Linked DNA regions of Sus scrofa: region 1 is linked to region 2. The links are chromatin contacts, called in public Hi-C maps. All regions are on one chromosome and are shown on one strand. The core of a region is the stretch at or near the end of the contact, and the rest is flanking DNA. Distances in the headings are between cores, read along the strand shown. Region 1 holds the start of FAM19A3 (protein FAM19A3). Region 2 has its middle 68 kb from the start of SLC16A1.

Evidence for each region. Hi-C and Micro-C count contacts between places; a contact is called where the count stands out from the background.
Region 1: a Hi-C map of epiblast stem cells shows a contact between it and region 2, with 2.6 times the contacts expected there. The contact joins the promoter of FAM19A3 here to the enhancer-like site in region 2. A contact is called at or near these places in 18 of 47 Hi-C or Micro-C datasets (alveolar macrophages, embryonic fibroblasts, epiblast stem cells and 13 more).

Annotation. Positions count from the first base shown.
Region 1 is chr4:107,718,078-107,721,123 of Sscrofa11.1, reverse strand. FAM19A3 (protein FAM19A3) reads left to right here and starts at 1,769. Exons shown (of 8, transcript XR_001303450.2): 1 at 1,769-2,122.
Region 2 is chr4:107,601,670-107,604,396 of Sscrofa11.1, reverse strand. No RefSeq gene overlaps it. Among named protein-coding and RNA genes, the nearest start is that of SLC16A1, 68 kb to the right of the region's middle. Within about 2 kb of position 1,371, at least 22 of the 83 cell types and tissues checked have an H3K27ac peak or open chromatin away from gene starts, as enhancers often do. A contact at or near this core is called in epiblast stem cells, retroperitoneal adipose tissue and undifferentiated spermatogonia, where this site is marked.

The DNA of each region.
Region 1 (3,046 bases), core at 520-3,019, 120 kb before region 2:
CAGAACCTGGTGAGGTCACCACCTCTATTCATCCTGAGGTAGCACCGAATGAGAAGGGAAAAGGGGGTGGGGTGGGAAGAAGCAGACCTGTGGGGTATTCTTCTCTGCTGAGAATTGCTCAGAGGCTGGTCCTGCCTAGGGCATGGGAAGTCTCAGCTAGCTGCGGGAATTGGGCATCCTCAAGACAGGTGACCTTGTCCTGGGACCATGCAGAGGTTCAGAGCCCAGAACTGGGCCTCTTCCCTTTGCCTCTCTCCTTCCCATTACACTCTTAAACTAATCCCAGAGCACTCTTAAACTAATAGGAGTGTCCTTCAATTATGAGACAAATTCACAGACAACCACCTCCCCCTTTCATCTGTCTAACACTTTTGTATCCAGAATCTCACCTCTAAAGAATTATATAATATACAAATGCAATTATATTACAATTTTTATGGTGGAGAAACTGAGTCCCAGGAGTTCCCCTCATGGCTCAGTGGTTAACGAACCCGACTAGCATCCATGAGGACATGGGTTCAATCCCTGGCCTCGCTCAGTGGGGTTAAGGATCTGGCATTTCTGTGAGCTGTGGTGTAGATCACAGATGCAGCTCAGATCCTGCATTGCTGTGGCTCTGGCTTAGGCTGGCAGCTACAGCTCTGATTCAGTCCCTAGTCTGAGAACCTCCATATGCTGCCCGGTGCACCCCTAAAAGACAAAAAGACAAAAAAAAAAAAAAAAAAAAAAAAGAGGAGTTCCCATCATGGCACAGTGGTTAACGAATCTGACTAGGAACCATGAGGTTGCAGGTTTAATCCCTGGCCTTGCTCAGTGGGTTAAGGATCCGGCATTGCCTTGAGCTGTGGTGTAGGTCACAGACGTGGCTTGGATCCCGTATTGTTGTGGCTCTGGCTTAAGCCGGTGGCTCCGATTTGACCCCTAGCCTGGGAACCTCCATATGCCTCCAGCGCAGCCCTAGAAAAAGACAAGAAACAAAAAACAAGAGTCCCAGAGTTTCATCCCCAAGTTGGAGTTCATACCCATCAGCCACAAGCCTACCAAAGCCATCCTGTCTGCCTGTCCCCTAGTCCTTCCTGTCCCAGAAGACACCACTCCTAGGGCAGAGATCATTCGCTGTTTCCTCTTGGTTTTAGCATTTTAACAATGGAGGGCTAGCAAAGCAACCTGCATTGCTATGGAGAATTTTCAGATAGGATTGAGGAGGGGTGCCCCTGCAGTTTATGGACGTTCTGGGCCAGGGATCAAACCCACACCACAGCAGCAACCTGAGCCACAGTAGTGACAATTCCAGATCCTTAACCCACTGCACCACCAAGGAACTCCTCAAATAGGAATGTTCTACATCTTTTCTGCCCAATGCAGTAGTCCCTAGCTACATGTAGCTATTTAGTACTTGAAATATTGTGAGTGTAAATGAGAAACTTACTTTAAGATGTTTAATTTATATTTTGATTTAAGTAACTACATAAGGCTGGTGGCTAGTATTGGACAGTGCAGTTCGGGAATATTCGACTCAGAACTCCTGAAGATCTGGGCTATCACTTCTCACACTAAGCACCCCCACCCCAGGCCCTCCAGAATTTTGAGCGACCTTTCTGAGTTACCCTGGCAGCGCCAGGGAGGTAGATGGTCCACTGGACTGCGCTGTGGTGGCCTGCGGCCCTCTTTTACCTGGTCTCGCCTCGGCCGCCAGGGGTCGCTGCGCCCCGGCTGGGAGCGCCGGGCGGACTGAGCGCCGTGTGCGGTGCCCCGCGCGGTCCGGGAGGAGGCGGTGACGCGGGAGGAGGGCTGGCGAAGCGGGGGCGGCCCCCGGAGAGGAAGAGGAGGCGGCGGTGGCCGCTGTGTGCTCGCTGGCGGTCCTGCGGGCAGGAGCCTCGGAAGGACCCTGGCTGAACTCTGCAGAACTGGCCGGGCGGGCCCGGAGCTCCTCGGTGCCCAGAGCGGGCCCGGCATGACCGTGATGCTAGTTTGGCCAGAGCCCCTCCGCCTCGGGGACGCATCAACTTGGTGAAGGGGACAGGGCTCCGGACTAGACAGCAACCGAGCTGGCCGCTCCCGGCTGCAGTCTCCCTTTCGGAGTCTCTATCCAGGGCTCAGAGGCGAGGAGACTCTCGGGCAGGTGGGTTGAACCAGTGGGAACCATCGTAGGGTAACGAGTGGGCACCGCCGTGGGGCAGGTAGGTCCCAGGATGGGGGTTCAGAATTGGGAGGACTGAGCGGTTGCGGGGCGGGGGCGGGAGAAGACAGAGAAAGATTAGAGGATCTTGCGGTTCTCATTCTCAGCCCATGCTAGTATGCAGGGGTTGGGTGAAACAGCCTGGGAAACTGAGGCGCGAGCGTGGAAGCCTGAGAACAACTCCCAGAAGCTTCTTTCTCTAGATCTCTCTGAGGGAGGGGACAGAGGGCGGGAGGACCCACCCCAGTGCCCACCCCAGGTCTGGTATTGGGGTCCATAGGAGAGAGGGGAGGGGTGGCAGCTCAGAGAGAAAAGACACAGCTGCGTTTGTCATGATCAAAACGAAGTGTTCTGATGGAGACAGGGAGAGAAGACACCTCCTCAGAAAAGAGGTACTTCTAGAAGCTCTCTGCCTATGGAGTACACCCACCCTAGAAGTACTGATAGCACTCCCACCCTCTGTCCTCATTGTCCTTTCTGGGCTCTCACTCTGGGAAGCTAGGGCATGGGTTCTCCGTCTCTCTTGGGCCCCACTATCCTACCTGCCTCAGCTCCACTTCCCTTTGGAGGCTGAAGGAGGGGAGATCTTAGGGAGAAATGGAGAAGCTTTGGGGCTAGGGCCTCTGGGAATGGGGGTGAGGGTGGCAGAGCTGAGCCAACTCCTGTCAAGTTCAGGAAGCAGGTGTGATGGGGCCAGGATGAGGAGGCAGAGAGGATTCAGGACCTCGGTCAGTATTCACAGGCACCTCTTTCCAGCATCAGTCTCAGCAGCAGGGCCTGAAGGCCAAGAACTCTTCCTTGACCTTCAGCTCCTTCCCTAGCCAGAGAGATGACAGCATTGATTCTTAGACACCTCCTACCACCAGC
Region 2 (2,727 bases), core at 122-2,621:
TCTACACCAGAGCCACAGCAACGCTGGATCCGAGCCGCGTCTGCAACCTACACCACAGCTCACAGCCACGCCGGATCCTTAACCCACTGAGCAAGGGCAGGGATCGAACCCGAAACCTCATGGTTCCTAGTCGGATTCGTTAACCACTGAGCCATGATGGGAACTCCTGCGAAGTTGTTTTAAAGGGGATTTCTAAATACTAAAGAAGTATCAAAAAGGGAAACTTGGTTACCTCAAAATACAATGAAAGGTTGTTAAACTTTAAATGTTTGGCAATGTAAGTCCTAGAATACACTGTCAGTAAAATAAAAATCACCTTATAATACATTTACAGTAATTTCAACAATCTATTTCACTTTCCTAAAAGAATACAATCAACTGCCAAGCTGCTCCCTTCAGGGCTGTTTTCCATATGAAAACCCGCAAACATCAACAACGTGCAATCACAATACAGGCAGGTAAACCTGTGCATTTCCAAATTTTGCATCCTAAATCTGAGTCATCAGCCTCTTTGTGGGATTATTGGCAACTCAAATGGCATGACAAAAGTCTGCACTTGAGAATTACTGAAGACAAAGTTTGGGGCTAATTTAAATAATGTAACTGACACTACAAAATCCACAAGAAAAGAGAATTCCTTAGGTCAAGGTAATTACCCAAAAAGTTGCTCAAGAGATACTTCCACCTGACTAGGCGTTATGGGAACTAGAAAGGCAGCTATTACTTTAAAAACTTACAAGAATAAAGGTTCATAAAATACAAAAAACCACAACGGAGACCAGAAAGGGGTAGGATTTGAAGAGAAATGGGAATTTTATGGGCAGAGCACGGTCACAGAGAATCACGAAGGGAGGAGAATTCAGTCAGGATGAGTCCAAGGAAGAGGAAAACACAGTTTAAAGATGAGAAAGTTACAGGTGGCTCGCCACAACGCCAAAAAGCCCTGGAGGAAAAGACCCTAGAGGAAAAAAGGTTATTCAACCCTCCCTCATTTTACAGCCCAGGTCTTTCCACTTCCCGATGGAAAGCATCCCCGGCGGGGACGAAGCGATTTTCTCCCGGTCACCACACGATCTCGCTTGTCTCCCTGCGCCGGTGATCGGGACACCTGCCCGCACCTCCTTCACTAGTTGCTCCTAGCTCCGCGGCCGCTGCGGCCCCGAAGCCTCGCAGGGCCACACCGCCCCCCAACCCGCCTGCGCCGCGCCGCGCCGCACCGCGCTCCCGGAGGCTCCCTCTCCCCCAGCCCAAGTAGCTAGGGCCCCGCCGGGTCCGCGCTCGCGCCGCCGGCCGTCACTCACCTAACCTTTGCACGCGCTCGCAGCGCCGGGGCAACGTGACGTGACGGAGCGGCGCGCCTCTCAGCACCACGCGGACCGCATGCCCCGGGAGGTCGCCAGACCCTGCTCGGACGGGTGGGCGCAGCCGCCTTATACCCCTCCGCCGGGCTGGAGCATGCGCACAGGGGCGGAGTCGGCCCTCCGGGCCGCCGCCCTCCCCCCGCCCGCAGGGCTAACGGCGGGGTGGTCCCTACACAGCTGCCGGGTTCGGCTCGCGGTCCCGCCAGGTGTTTCCTCGCAATCTCATAGTCACCTACACGTGTGCGAGGCACCTACATCAGCTTCATCCTCGGACTCAGGCGGAGAAAAGGGGAAAACCGCTAAGAACTGATGGAGAGCTTCCAGGGGCCTGACTCACCTGTGGGGGGCGAGGGGCGCGCAGAGGAGCCGGGAAGTAACTGGAAGTGGAGCAGCGGGCGGGGCTTGAACGGACGCGGGTGCACCTCGGACCCGGGAAGAGGCCGGGGGCTGGCGGTTAAGAGCGTGGGCTCTGGCCTCGCTGCTTGAGGTCAGTGATCTCCGCGATGTCCCTCAAACTCTCGGGGCCTGTTTCCTGCTCTAAAATGGCAACACTAATGGAAGCGACCTCATTTAGGTGATTGCGATGGTTTCTGAGGAATGGTACACGGAAGTCAGGAAGGAGGAGCAGATCAGACATACGCCGCCGGTCCAAAGGGGTATGGGGGTGTGTGTTAGAAATATGGAGACGTGAAGATTGCAGAGGCCGAGGTTTTGTGGACACTGAATGTTTGGGACAGGGTGTAGTTATGGCTGGCGGTTTTGGGGAGATTGATTGTAAGCTAAGCACTTCATCCGAATCTTCATGACCCCGTGAAGTATTTATTATTGTTTACAAGCAAAGGACCTAAGGCTCAGAGAGATTAAGTAACTTTACAGAGGTCACCAACCTAGTAGTGGCCAACATTTGCAGTCAGGCTTTAGAGCCTGATTTTGTCCAAAAAAAAAAAAAAAAAATAGCCATGGTTCATTGAGCAGGTCCAGATACTAAACTGTATCTGTTAAAGTGATTTAAAAATCTTAATTTAAGAAATGCCAAAAAAAGTAAGTCAAGACTCCTGCCTTTAAAGAATTTAGAAGTTCTTTGGAGAAGATAAGATACAAATCAGCCCACATTTCTTGAGCATTTGCTCCTGTCAGGACCTGTCTTAGCGCTCCAAGCTCTCCCTCTTAATTCTCACAACTGTTTGAGAGTAAGCCTTAGTGGCTTGTTTTTGCAGGTGAATTGAATAACCTGAGATTGAGGGGAAGTAGGGTTTATGGAGTCATTTCCTCCACTATTTCACCGCAAAGTTTTCAGTAACAGTCCATTGTGTTAGTAGAAGACATTGCAGAATCTGTTTGCCAGGTACTGTTTGTGAGCAGAAAT